Regions from separate parts of the Ovis aries genome. Here region 1 is linked to region 2. The links are chromatin contacts, called in public Hi-C maps. All regions are on one chromosome and are shown on one strand. Each heading gives the region's core, a stretch centred on a gene start, on an enhancer-like site or on the middle of the called end of the contact. The rest is flanking DNA. Distances are from core to core; before and after follow the strand shown.

The links. A called contact is a pair of places that touch in the nucleus more often than the background predicts.
Region 1: a Hi-C map of liver shows a contact between it and region 2, with 5 times the contacts expected there. The contact joins two enhancer-like sites. A contact is called at or near these places in 9 of 16 Hi-C or Micro-C datasets (blood, hypothalamus, liver and 5 more).

What each region holds. Positions count from the first base shown.
Region 1 is chr2:132,937,781-132,944,804 of ARS-UI_Ramb_v3.0, reverse strand. No RefSeq gene overlaps it. Among named protein-coding and RNA genes, the nearest start is that of HNRNPA3, 42 kb to the right of the region's middle. Within about 2 kb of position 3,979, at least 17 of the 54 cell types and tissues checked have an H3K27ac peak or open chromatin away from gene starts, as enhancers often do.
Region 2 is chr2:132,516,350-132,523,416 of ARS-UI_Ramb_v3.0, reverse strand. No RefSeq gene overlaps it. Among named protein-coding and RNA genes, the nearest start is that of TRNAW-CCA, 180 kb to the left of the region's middle. Within about 2 kb of position 5,331, at least 7 of the 54 cell types and tissues checked have an H3K27ac peak or open chromatin away from gene starts, as enhancers often do.

The sequences.
Region 1 (7,024 bases), core at 2,730-5,229, 420 kb before region 2:
AAATTAAGTATGAGTCATATTAGAACACACACTGATTGTGTGTTCTCACCATCACAATCTCAAATATATGTCGGATGGTATATTTTAACTTGTAAGCTTTATTTTGGGGTGGTGGGGCGAGGCGTTAAAGGCCAGAGAAGAGCCACGGAGATCACATAAAGATTTTAGCTGACTTCATTTTTCAAGAAATAAAAGAATTCTAAAAAAAATTTTCCCTGGATTAAAGAGAGAAAAGAAAACTCTCACTGTCAAATTCTTGCCTATCAATTATTCCTAGCAGTATCCTAATAATTCCATATAATTAAAGAATAAAATTGGACCCTCTGTGCCTTAAACGTGTAATAGTCCAGCACATGGAGACTGTCTGTATTCTAACTGTTATAAATGCATATGGACTGTAAACATCTTTGTTATAAATGTAAAACAACAACTACAATAATTATTATAATAATAATCCAGCCAGAGAAACTGCCGAGCATAAAACACTATGGGCTCCCCCTGCTGTTTCTACTGCTAAACTTAACTAACATTTCCGGATGCCAGAGCTTGATGCCCTGATTTTAAGGTTGATTCATAAACAAAGAGTAAACAAAACAAAATTAAAATGCCATTATGTCAATAAATCAGTGGGTCGAGGGGAAGAGAAGAAAAAGAGACTGTTGATGCATTGATTGTAATAAATAAGCAGGTACATGAAGGTGAGCATTGCCTGGAATTCCAAAAGCTACTCTGATGAGCTTCTGGGGAGCAGCAAGACAGTCCTGCGTTTAGATGAAGGAGTGTTCCAGATCTGACTTGCTGTGTGGAGCTTCGTCAAATCTGAAAACCGTATAATGCCCTTTGGCGAATTGGCCTCAGTGCCACAATCTCAAATCTCTGCAAGTGAGACGCATAGACTAGCTCAAGCCCAACAGGGCATACTAAGGAGATTATTTCAGAGAAACCGTAATGACATTGAACAGGAGGCTAGCTTAACGTCTTTTCCAAGAGAGATCCCAAGCCTCCTCCGTGATGGCTGCTCGGAGTTCTGCAGGCTAATGAGGAGAGCCATCTGTATGCTGGCAGATGTGTGCCCCCTTCACTGTGCCAGAATCTCCTAACAGGGAGGTCTGCAGAGGGCTCCAGCGTTGCTCTGTGAGGGGAGTTTGTGCTGTTCAGCAACCGTGTAATCTGGAGGCCAAACCAACATTTAACTATTCGTAAGTATGCTTTTTAGTACACCTTGTCTTTTCAAATATGAATATCCGAATGAGGTGTGAGTGCACTCACTTGTAAATTTGTTTTCATGTTGTCACATTCAGGGACACCAATGACTAAAAATGATATCCAACCTGTATTGCTTTTGTAAAAATTTTATAGACTATTTCAAATGAAAGGAGGAAGCAAATTGAGTGAACTGGCTATTTGTTGATATCATGATTACAAAGTCATCAGAGAAATCTCTAAAGAGGAAAAAATATATATATATATGTACATCCAGGTATGTCTTCCTTCCTTCCTTCAAATGCATCCATTTTGCAATACAGAGTTAATTTCTACTTTTATAATATCAAAAAGTAGTAAGAAATTAAATTCAAATGCTAAATCTTAAAATCTGTATGAATAAATTTCAAATTATGATGGAATGACATTTCAAAGCATTTACTTGGCACCATATGGGAAGTTACATAAGGATTATAATAAGCCTCAAAATATTTTAAGGCAACCATTTAACAGTTTTTAAGATAGACCTAATCACAAACTCAGCATTTAAAATAAGTACATACATACTCACATACTATGAAGATGTTTTAAGAGCACGTAAACTATCTTATCTTGTAACTCTCAAACTTTTATGACAATTAAATTCTATCATTCTTTTCCGTTTCAATTAATCTACTGTCATTGAAAGCTGCCCTGCTGCTCAGTCATGTCCAACTCTTTGCAACTCTATGGACTGTAGCCCTCCAGACTCCTCTGTACACGAGAGCATGAGATTCTCCAGGCAAGAATACTGGAGTGGGTTGCCATGCCCTCCTCCAGAGGACCTTTCCAACCTACGGACCCAACCTGGGTCTCCTGTGGCTCCTGAATTGCAGGTGGAGTCTTTACCACTGAGCCACCAGGGAAGCCCTATTATTAAAAGAGCCTTGTTTGTGTTAATTTTCTTTTACAAATCCTTTTCAGGTACTGATTTGAAGTGAAAGTCGCTCAGTTGTGTCCAATTCTTTACAACCCCATGGGCTATACAGTCCATGGAATTCACCAGGTGAGAATACTGGAGTAGGTAGCTATTCCCTTCTCTAGGCAATCTTTCCAACTCAGGAATCAAACCCAGGTCTCCCACACTGCAGACGGATTCTTTACCCCGAGTCACCAGGGAAGCCCACTGATTTGAAACTCGTATTCAATTATATAAACTCAACTTCCATCTCAAGAAAAAGATAAAAGAGACACAAAGGAGACCAGAACAACTAAAGATTTTAAGATTTTTAACCAGGGTCTTATTATTCACTAAAAGTTATAAGATGTTTAAAATCAAACAGAACACATCTACACTTTAACTTGACTAATAAGGTTAGGTAATTTTTAATATGAAATATGCAGCTTTTAGCAAAAGTATAAGCTTAAAATAGTAGCTTATGTAAATTTCCCAGAGCAAAACCATGACCAGCTATTTCACCATCTATCTCACATAGAGAAGATTTTAAGTATATCTCCCCAAAAGCACAGTAACATAAATTAGACTCCCAGGTAAGAGTGACAATTCTTCCTGCCTGAAACTTTCTCTAAATTATATCTGCCTTCCAAAAATATTACAAAAAATTGCAGATCAGATTATTATTATCTATAACTGATAGATACAGACATACAAATGACATTTAAAAAGGAAAGTTCTTCAAAAGCTTCAACTTGTTTTCATAGTAAATTTCACTTTGAATATTAGTACTAGTAATTGATTTTAGCAATCATAGAGTTATAAACAGTTTCTGCTATTTAATGAAAGAAATGTCTCAGCTTTAGACTTTATTTATTAGCATTTAAAGTCCCTCCATAACCCTAGTAAGATCAGTTATGGCCTAATTAAATGAGAAAAATGGCCTGCCAAAGATTCTTTGTTCTTAAAATAAATACTGCATGTTTTCAGTTTTCCTGCAAATCATCAGAACCTATTTCAACTGAAGAGCACACTGGGCTTCAAGACTAAATTTACTTCATGCAATCCAAATAAAGTGTCTTTTGCCTGGAATTTTTACATTTTTTCATGGTGTACCAGCTACAAGTATCATCTTAAGAGGTTTCTGCTTTATTAACCATTTGAGAGTTTTTCATCTTTGAGTTGTACCAGTATGAAGGTAGCAGAGCCTATTCACAGTAGAAATATTCGCTGCTTAAAAATGAACACAAATTTAGGCCTACAACGTGTCTGTTATCAGTGCTGTGTTTGTGGTGAAACTCCATAGTTAGTACGTGTTCTAATTATATACTCATTGGAGAAGGAAATGGCAGCCCACTCCACTGTTCCTGCCTGGAGAATCCCAGGGACGGGGGAGCCTGGTGGGCTGCCATCTATGGGGTCGCACAGAATCGGACACGACTGAAGCGACTTAGCAGCAGCATATACATATAAATGAAAAACAAAAGGCTAAACATCCAGTGGCAAAAGATTGAGCTGCTGCACCAACCTGGCAAGAGTACTTCAAATGAATGATCGCTTCTCAAACCCTTTGGAATAACGATTGCATTCATCTGGCTTTTCCTCTCTGAGCCCCTGCTCACCACTTTCCTCTCCTTTCAGCTGTAATCTGGTCTGCCCTACTCTGGCCACACTGCAATGATCCCCTGTTGTACTGACGGACGGCGGGGGGCGGGTGGGTGTCGGGACGGACCGCTGGGGAATGCGGAAGAATGATGGTTAAGGTGAGACAACAAGATGACAGCCGCTTCTCCAATTTGGGAGCGAACCACGCGTCTTCCCTATTCTACCACTAGCTGGCGCCAGAGCTCTAAAGATATATAGATGCATTGCGTCATAGCTTGCTAATTAACAAAGACGTTTTCAAACTGACCAGAGCTTTCCCAGGAAAATAGGAAATGATTTTAACTGTGAAAAGCAGTAACATAGGAGCTGCGATTCCGATTAAAATAACCCAATTTTATGCCTCCAAGCTATTGTCTTCAAAAAAAGAGAGATGCCTCATTAAACAATTGGTGGGTTGCTTTTTTTTTTTTCCCCCCTTATCCAAACAATAAACAGAGGGGAAGTCTTTTCCTTTACAAACTATTCACTATACACATAAAACTGTAAAATTTTCCGGTTATATAATGCTCTGTTAATCTAAATAAAGTGGCTTTTTTTTTTTTTACTATGCCTTTAGTCTAAGAGAGAAATGTCTGATACATCAGGGTCACACACAGAAAGGGACTTTACAGCTTTAGCTCCTAATTAACTCCTACATCTTCCTCTCTTGTAACTAGCTTCAAATTTCCACTTCCTGGCTCCAAGAGACCAGCTTTCAGTTACCTCATCCTGTGCTTCCAGACACTTCCATGGCTGCAGATCTGTCAGGAGGAACTGATCAGCCATCTAAACACACAATTGCTCATTTTAGGAAAACCAGCCCCTGGACAAAAGAACAGGAAACAGTATATTTGTTTGGTTCAGGACAGAAACTATAGATATGCAAATAAGATACGCTGAGATGTAGCTCTGGGTGGGACAAGTACTTGGAAAATTCAAAATATACGCTGCCTTGGAAAATATTTTTTCATTTGGAATGTTTCATATTCATATATATTCATTTTTGCAATTAGAAAAATGACAGACACAACTTATTTTGGCAAGAGAAGTTGAATTCAGACAAAACTACAGTGAAATGATGCAATTTCAAAAAGATACATAGTTTGACTTGTAAACATTTTGAAAGTGAAAGTGAAGTTGCTCAGTCGTGTCCGACTCTTTGTGACCCCGTGGACTGTAGCCCACCAGGCTCCTCTGTCCATGGGATTCTCCAGGCAAGAATACCTGAGTGGGTTAGGTAATATTCATTCAGGGCTTCCCTGATAGCTCAGATGGTAAAGAATCTGCCTACAGTGCAGGAGACCTGGGTTTGATTCCTGGGTCAGGAAGATCCTCTAAAGAAGGGAATGGCAACCCACCCCAGTATTCTTGCCTGGAGAATTCCATGGACAGAGAAGCCTGGCAGGCTACAGTCCATTGGGTAGCAAAGAATTGGACATGAATGAGCAACTATCAATCACTCACTCTGTACTTTTAAGCGAGTCCTTCCCCAAATCAAACATATACCTGTGGCACCTCACAGGGCCACAGACATAAATCCTTTCCTGAGCCGAGTTTTCCCTTAAGATAGCAGTGAATCATCGACCTTTAGTCTCCCAATAAGGTTCCAGAAATGAAACAGGACAGAATGTGGTCTCTAACACCAACCAATATTTGTGCTAATGATGTTTTGGTTTTCCAGTTGAAATCTTCATGAATGTTTTTCAAAGGACACCTGGCTGACTTTGATGCAGAAGGGAACATTCAGAAGGTGAAAATAAACTTTGAGGGACATGTCAGAAATTCTGTATAGCATGGGACTTCTGTTTTGATTCAGTGGCAAAGACTCCAACTTCCCAATGCCAGAAGCTGGGATTTGATCCCTGGTCAGGGAACTAGATCCCACATGCCACAGCTAAAACCTGGCACAGCCAAATAAATAAATAAATATTTTCTTTTAATTCTGTATAGCAAACACAATGGAAGAAGTGTGTGTACAGTGTAATGGAGGATCAGATTTAATCCTTTATCACTAGTATCACTTTGCTGGGCCCATCCAAGAGGCATAATGACAAGGAAACTTAGTAACCATAATTTGAAATGCCCTGATCTTCATGCTAACTACAGTTATCTTTTGTTACTTACTGGCTTTAACCTATAGATGGACTGCGTTGGTTGCTACTGAAACCAGAAGGTTCCTCGCAAAAGCCTAGTGCAGGCCTGAGTTCGATGCACAGTTTAATTCATATTCCACTCAACATAACAATTTTATTTCCAGTGGAAATTGCTCATTTAATTGCACTGTAAGTTTTATGGGGTATGCCCCAGGCTGTGTTCTTTATGCTAGGCATTTCAGTATTTATGGGTAGAGCTATACCCAAAACTTCAAACATAAAGTAAAACCAGCAAAATATGCTTTCCTCTGGTTCCATAAATACTTTTCACCAGTTCCATTATTTTTTCCAATGAAATTAAATGAGTGTGTTAAACCCATAACTATACCTAGACTATTGCTTGGTATCTCTAGAGCTGGTTTTTGTCCTTCATATTCAAAATTGATACAGCTCTGCTTTCCTGCTAAAGAATAAGACTGAGAAAGAGCATGTATAGTCCATTCTGTGTATAGGCTAGCTCTCCAGTAACCACAAAAAAAAGACTTCCTCTGTCAATAGTCTATAGAATTTTTATCCCTGCAACTCACTTGATTTTTTTTAACGAAGTAGGCCTGTTTCTAGGTGACAGCTACATATAGTAAATAAACACTCTGAATTACAGAAGTAATGCATATGTTGCAGACTAGGACTGATCTAAAGAAAAAAGTATTTCATGTCAGCCTTCAGCTACAGATGGTTTCTGTGTTTGGGGACAGGGAAAGATAAGATAGACATATGATTTTACTTACAGCAGAACAGAACACATTACTAAACCTCTCAAATGCTAATGCGGTTCTATTGTGTTTTACTAAACCTATGATTGTTTTTCTCTATGACTATTATCTCACTGTATAAAATATATGAAAGCATGTTTCCAGGGAATTCCAGGGTTTCAGACAAACACTTCTTTTTTTTAGACAAAAAAGCCATCAGTGACTTTTCAGAACAGTTTCAGTGGAATGAAGCAAAACAGAAGCCTTATTATGGGGAGGTTCAGAAAAGGTGAACAGGAAGAGAATAAAGACAATAGCTATAAACAACCCATTTGTCTATGTATTTGGAAGGTATAGTAGGGTCAAGTGAAAATGATTACCAAGTTGAGGGAGGGAAG
Region 2 (7,067 bases), core at 4,082-6,581:
ACCCACCTGCTTTTCATATTGGTTCTAAGAGGGTAGAGTATCCGTAGTGTGGCCACAGTACAAAGAGAAGCCGGGGCAGAAACAAAAAGCATTCTGGATGGTATGTAAACAGACATGGGCTCTGATCTGGAGTTTAGAAGGTGAGAAATGACTCATCTTCACAGAAAAGGCCCACAGGCTGCTGTCTGGAGCTCTAGAAAGGCAGCCTTTTGAACTCACCATAAGGCACAGCTGAGTGTGTTCAAAAGGCTAGCTAAACACAGAACGACCAGGTAAGAAATACATGCCATAATATGAACAGCCTCAAAAATGCCCAGCCCAAAGCAGCTACCTCATTTTTGAAGCCCAGTGCAACATGAAGATGTGAAGTCCCTTGTTTATAAATTATTAAAAATTTCAAAACAGTGACAGCAGAGGATTAAAGCAAGCACAGGGACTCTTCTCTGCGTACAGCCTTATGTGATTGTACAGCCATCCATAGCATTGGCCCTGTGTCTCCAGCAGAATTAATCCAAATGTGTAGGATGGACCATCAAAACTCGTTGCTGCCTAAATCTTACCTAGCAGTCAGAGAAAGAACTTTGTCCTCTTGACAGAGCAGTGATATCAGAGGGGTAAGAGGATGGGCGGTGGGCCTCCCCAGAATCCATTCTGAACAAAGGTGTCTTTACTCTGTAGTGGAAACTGAGTCCCTGTTCTTCTTCCTTCCTTTCCTTTAGAGAACTTTCCTTTTTTTGAGGGGGTGGGTGTTCCCATTTTTCGTGATCTACTGGTATCTGTGCCTGGTCTGGAGGTCCCCTGGTTCTGTGAAAAGGCTTTCTTCACACATGATTTCTTTCCCACCTTCCTCCTTCTTAGCAAACACACAGCTCTTTAAAAGACTCTGACTTTTTTTTTTTTTTTTTGCAAGTTCTGTGGCTTTTATTAAATATACACTGTAATACCAAACTGTGATTACATGATGTCTGGCTTTCCCTGAACTCAAATTTAATATCCTGAAAAATGGGAAGCTTTATTGCAAGGGTGAAGTATACCAGGAGTGGGGGACTTGAGGGTGCGTGCATGTGGGTCTGTTGATTGCTTTTAGTCCCCCTTCTAAGATCTCTACCTGGTCATGGTTTGGTACTTGTTAACCTCCACTTTACCTTTTAGATTGAATTTTTTATCCTCTTGAATTATGTTCATTACACAGTGATTCTAGACATTATTTTAGAAGACAAATAATTTATAATTCTACAGCCTTAATACTGTTTTCAGCCTTAATACTATTTCCACATTCTGTTATTGTCCTGGATTGTATTTTTGATTGGTGCATTCTTAATGGAGTTATAGGTTTTTGTCCTGGTATAGTTGAATTGCAATCCCTTCTATACTCATAAAGGTGAAACACATTTATAAACTTAAAGGAGATGAATGAACAATAAACAAGAAGTCTTAGAACTGCCTGCAAATGGAAGCAATAATCATTTAGAGACCAAGAGTCTAATAAAATGGAGCTGAAGTGATCTTAGTGGTTACTGGTCCCGTGCCTTTATTTTGCAGAAAAGGAAACTGAGGCCCTGACATTAAATAACCTGCCACACAGCTCCTAGGGGACAGTCAGGATCAACAGGCTGTAAGTGCCTGTTTAAAACTACAAGCTGAGCAGTACTGTTTCCACACTAGTGTCTTTTGGTGGGACATCAGATCTTCGAGTGTCTATCCTTCATTTGTGATGTGAGGGCGTTGGAACAGATTTGAATCCAACTTGAAACGGACACAACCTGACCCCTGCCTAGTCAGCCCAGAACACACATAATGAAAAGTACCGTAGCAATTAGAACATTCAGTGTTGAACACTGGCTCACCAGATCCTTAGAAAGCTGAAGGCTGGATCTCAAACTGGATTTGTGACAGCACATTCACTGCCAGACTGATCCGTAGGCTAGTGGGCTTCTTTTAAAATTACTAACTCAGAGAAAAGTGAGAGGGTGTTAAGCACTGCAAGTGGATGGGCCGTCGGTCCTCTTCAAGACAGCAAACCATGCCTTTAACTTTTCAGAATGCTTCTCAAGTAGAATAAGGCGCCCTCTACTGGTAGGATCTATCGTCGACGAAAAAATCAGAACTTGTTAGGTTTGTGAGAAATGGGAGGGAAAAAAAAATCATAGGATCAGAACAGATTAGAATTGCAAAAAAACATGAAGAAATGGCTAGTTTAAGAATCTCAACTTTTCAGACAAGGAAATATGGATCTAGAAAGCTTAAAACTTTTCTCATAAAATTGTTAGCAACATTCTTCTGAGGAAATGTTCATATAAGTGGCAAAAATCTCTTTGTTAAAATGTGAAGTTAGCTTTCTGAAAATAAAAGCCTCTTGACAAGTACTCACTGAGTCAAAAATGAATGTTGTGTGTTCAGTCGTGTCTGACTTTTTGTGACTGTTTGTACTGTGGCCCGCCAGGCTCCTCTGTCCATGGGATTTTTTTCAGGGGAATTTTCCTGACCTAGGGATCAATCCTGTGTCTCCTACATTGCAGGTGGATTCTTTACTGCTGAGCCATCAGGGAAGCCCCTCAAAAATGGATACAAACCCGATTTTTGCTCAGGGAAGAGTATGGTTCTCTCACCTTCACGTGAAATTCTGTACTCCATTTGCTAAACCAAGGTTTTCTAAACTGTAGTCATTCAAGTCACTGAGCTGCTTTTTGCCATAGCCAAGTACTCAGTCTTAATATTTAATATTTTTCTTTCAATCACGTCCTGTGCAATAGAATCCATGAAATTTCAAGTTTACTGTGTTGCGTGTGTGTGTGTGTGTGTGTGTGTAGATTTTTTGATGTAAACCACTTTTTATAAACAATTTTTTATTATTAACTTTCGTTTCGGCTGTGTGGGTCTTTGTTGCTGTGCGGGCTGCTGTCTCGTCGCTGTGAGCTGGGGCTGCTCTCCAGCTGTGCGTGCAGGCTTCTCGGCGCAGTGGCTTCCTTGTTGCAGCGCACAGGCTCAAGGGCGCGCAGGCGTCAGTCATTGAGGCACGTGGGCTCACTAGTTGCGGCTCCGCTCCGCAGCTCTAAAACACAGGCTCAATAGCTGTGGCACATGGGATTAATTGCTCCAAGGCATGTGGAATCTTCCTGGATCAGGGATCGAACTCAGGTCTCCTGCATTGGCAGGCAGGTTCTTTACCGCTGAGCCACCAGGGAAACCCAACAATGTTCTTTTTGTGTGCCAATTAAATTCATCTCATTGAATTATCTCATATATAAAGTGCTTTACAAAACACTGAGGTAGATATATTTCATTTAAATGGTGTAAATATAGTGACCATAATTTCGTTTTTCCATTAATGGCAAGTTGTTTATTGCTTTTCTTCACCTGGCCTCTCCCTCCTGCCCTACCCCCGTCTTGAAGTCTTCCTTCATCCCCTTTCCATTTTTTCAGTCTTTGGGTTCAGCATTCACATTCCCTTTTCCCCAGTGAGGTGAGGAAAGCTTTCCCTCTCTATGGCCCACTGGGGACTGTGCCTCATTTGATATCGAACTCCAAGAAAGCATATTGAAACAAACTGGAATTTGACAGAATGAATAGAAAGACCTTTGTATTCTTGCCTTTTTCTAGGAATTGAGGCTTGAGGAATATTGAAAAGTGATGTTATTTCTATTTCATCCTTATAGTCAGCCTCCTCTGAGGAAATGGCACATAAACACAGAAAGTCCAATGTATAGAAACACATTTTATAAATGATTCCTTGAAGAATATACTGGAGAGTGTGTTTTTGTTCAGGCAGTGTGAAAGCTGTAATACCTATAGGGGAGAATGGAGATGAGAAAAAGTTTGATCTTCCTGAAATCTTTTCCTTTATTAAACATTCCTGTGGAATTAATCCAAGCTTTGTTTCTTCCAGAATAAAGGGCTTGATTATGCATTTATTGCTGGATGAATATGCTCAGTTGCCAGTTAGTCATAACTTGGTGCCAGGATGAACCCCCGTTATTTACAGTGGATTATCTGTATTGAAGCTGATCTGAAAAAGATCAGTTTTGAAATCTCTTGTCATTATCGTCGATTTTCTTTGTTTAACCTATTGTATCATCTCTGTTGACCCTTAATGATAAGTGAATAAATAACCTTTTGACAGAAATATTTATATTTTTAAGCTCAGAGATGTTCCCAATTCAAGCTGTTTTATAATAAGTGCAGAGAAAACTCTTCTCCCAGAGGAAAGCGTGTCAGTGACTGAATTTTCCTTTTGGTAATACTTACATAGTAGTTTCAGAATCATATGGAAAATTTTTACAAAATAGCCTATGATAAGCTCAAACATAAATTGAAACTAAAGTTACAGCAATATGATTCTATATACTTTCTTATTCAAGGGGAAATTTAAGCATCTTCAATCCTAACAACAATTGATTTTAAAAACACTAGTGCAAGACTCCAGGACCCCTGCAAGGAGTGGGCGCTTTGCATGTACCCTGGCTCCCTGAAGAGATGCTTTCTGATGGCAAACAGATGGAGACCCCATAGAGGGGCAGGTTTCCGCTGTAGCCATCACAGGGATATACTGTGCCTTTGAAATGACATCAGCCAGGAAATCAGGGACTGGAGTTTCAGATTTCATAGAAGGATTTTACTTCGCTTTTTGTAGGCCCAAAGATGGCAGAAGGAGGCAATAAATTCTGTCTTAGAACCTTTCCCAGTAGATGTTTAAAGAGATTGTATTAGTAAATCAACTGTCCCAATCCCCCTATGTGATATGGACCATCCGGTTTGGATTTGAGTTTTCTCTTTCTTGTAGAGAACTGATATAAGCCAACAATTCAGAATAAGTTGGACAGATAGGTGGAATACAGTACTGGAGGATTATCAAGGACTAAAGTAATTATTTTTTATGACGTTTTCCCTGTAACTAGATTTATAACTGGAAAGGGCCAAAGCTGAAACTGTGCAGTACGGAGATTAGCATTTCTTACTGGAGAAAAGATTAGATTGCTTCACTTTAACGCATAGGTTTACTGTTCATGAGTAAACACTACTGTTGTTTTCATTTTCATCTTTACTCTTCTATTATAACTGTGCTTTTACTGAAACACTCTTACATAAATGTGGAGGAAATTCTAAAATTGAGGAATATATTTTCCGCATGAGTCACTATACACATTGATGTTTATCTTGTGGTTCTGCCAAGAAACAGTGAGCAAGGCTTTAGACTTACAGCAGTTCATTTGGGCAGGGCAAAACAATTCTCATGTACTTCTATATAAGTGAACACTCACCCAAGAATATGAAGGCACACCAAATCTGATGAGTAGCCACTGCAATTTCAAATGACTGGATGAGCAGTTAACACTAATGAAGTCAAGGTTGCAGGCGATGTCTTTACAAAGGCCAACTGAATCACTGGTGCCTACGGAATGCTGCTGGATCTCAAGGACGACTGGATGACTAATGTGTTGGGAATATGGATAAAAATTCATCACCTCCTGGACGATGCTCAAAATGTATGACCTAAATATGGTGAATGTGGTCTGGATGCTTTTAGACACAAGTAACAGAGAAATCTGGCTCGAATAAATTTAATCAGTTATATTTTCCATTGTGTAGGAGAACCAGAAGTAAGTCAGGCTCTAGAACAACCATTTCCGTGGCTCAAAGATATCATCAAAGACTCGAGTTCTTTCTTTCCCTTTGACCTCTTCAAAGTCACCCTCACCCTTTAGATTGGTTTCTGTGATGGTCATACAATGGTGGCAGCAGATTCACATCTGTAACACACAGAGAAAGAAAAAATCCTTCTTACATCCTTTTTTTTTTTTTTGTTAAAGAGATGAAGAAAACTTTCTCAGCAGCCCTTCCCATGCCTTGGAAAATATTGGTTCACATGGGTTTCTCTAAATCAGTCACGAAAAGGGGGATTTCAACAGTAGGCTTAGATGAGTGGTTCTTAACTGCATTTTGAAAGTTGAGAAAAATACATATACCTGGGTTCTATCCTCAGAGATCCTAGGATGCAGTGTAGGGTACTGAGAGTTTTAAAAGCTCTGTGGGTGATTCTAATTTGTAGCTAAGCATTTGAGAATCATACATTTAGACCAAACTTGCAGAAGTGGGGGCAGAATAGGAGTAGGGAATGGATACTGAATTATAAACCACTATAGTCATTAAATATTGTTGCATTTACAATGTAAATTTTAAAAGGTGAATGTTAATATATAACTGCACGCATGAGATTCGAGTCAAGTTTGGAGGAATTCATATTTATAACAAGACCAGATGAATGTGGTCCATACTAAGAGAACAAATTAGATGCATCCAAAGCCAACAGGGGCAGAAGATATTAAGAAGAGGTGGCAAGAATACACAGAAGAACTATACAAAAAAGATCTTCATGACCCAGAAAATCATGATGGTATAATCACTCACCTAGAGCCAGACATCCTGGAATGTGAAGTCAAGTGGGCCTTAGGAAGCATCACTACAAACAAAGCTAGTGGAGATGATGGAATTCCAGTTGAGCTATTTCAAATCCTAAAAGATGATGCTGTGAAAGTGTTGCACTCAATATGCCAGCAAATTTGGAAAACTCAGCAGTGGCCACAGGACTGGAAAAGGTCAGTTTTCATCCCAGTCCCAAAGAAAGGCAATGCCAAAGTATGCTCAAACTACTGCACAACTGCACTCATCTCACACGCTAGTAAAGTAATGCTCAAAATTCTCCAAGCTAGGCTTCAGCAATACGTGCACTGTGAACTTCCAGATGTTCAAATTGTTTTAGAAAAGGCAGAGGAACCAGAGATCAAATTGCCAACATCTGCTGGATCACGGAAAAAGCAAGAGAGTTCCATAAAAACATCTATTACTGCTTTATTGACTACACCAAAGCCTTTGACTGTATGGATCACAAGAAATACTGTGGAAAATTCTGAAAGAGATGGGAATCCCAGACCACCTGACCTGCCTCTTGAGAAACCTGTATGCAGGTCAGGAAGCAACAGTTAGAACTGGACATGAAACAACAGACTGGTTCCAATAGGAAAAGGAGTACGTCAAGGCTGTATATTGTCACCCTGATTATTTAACTTCTA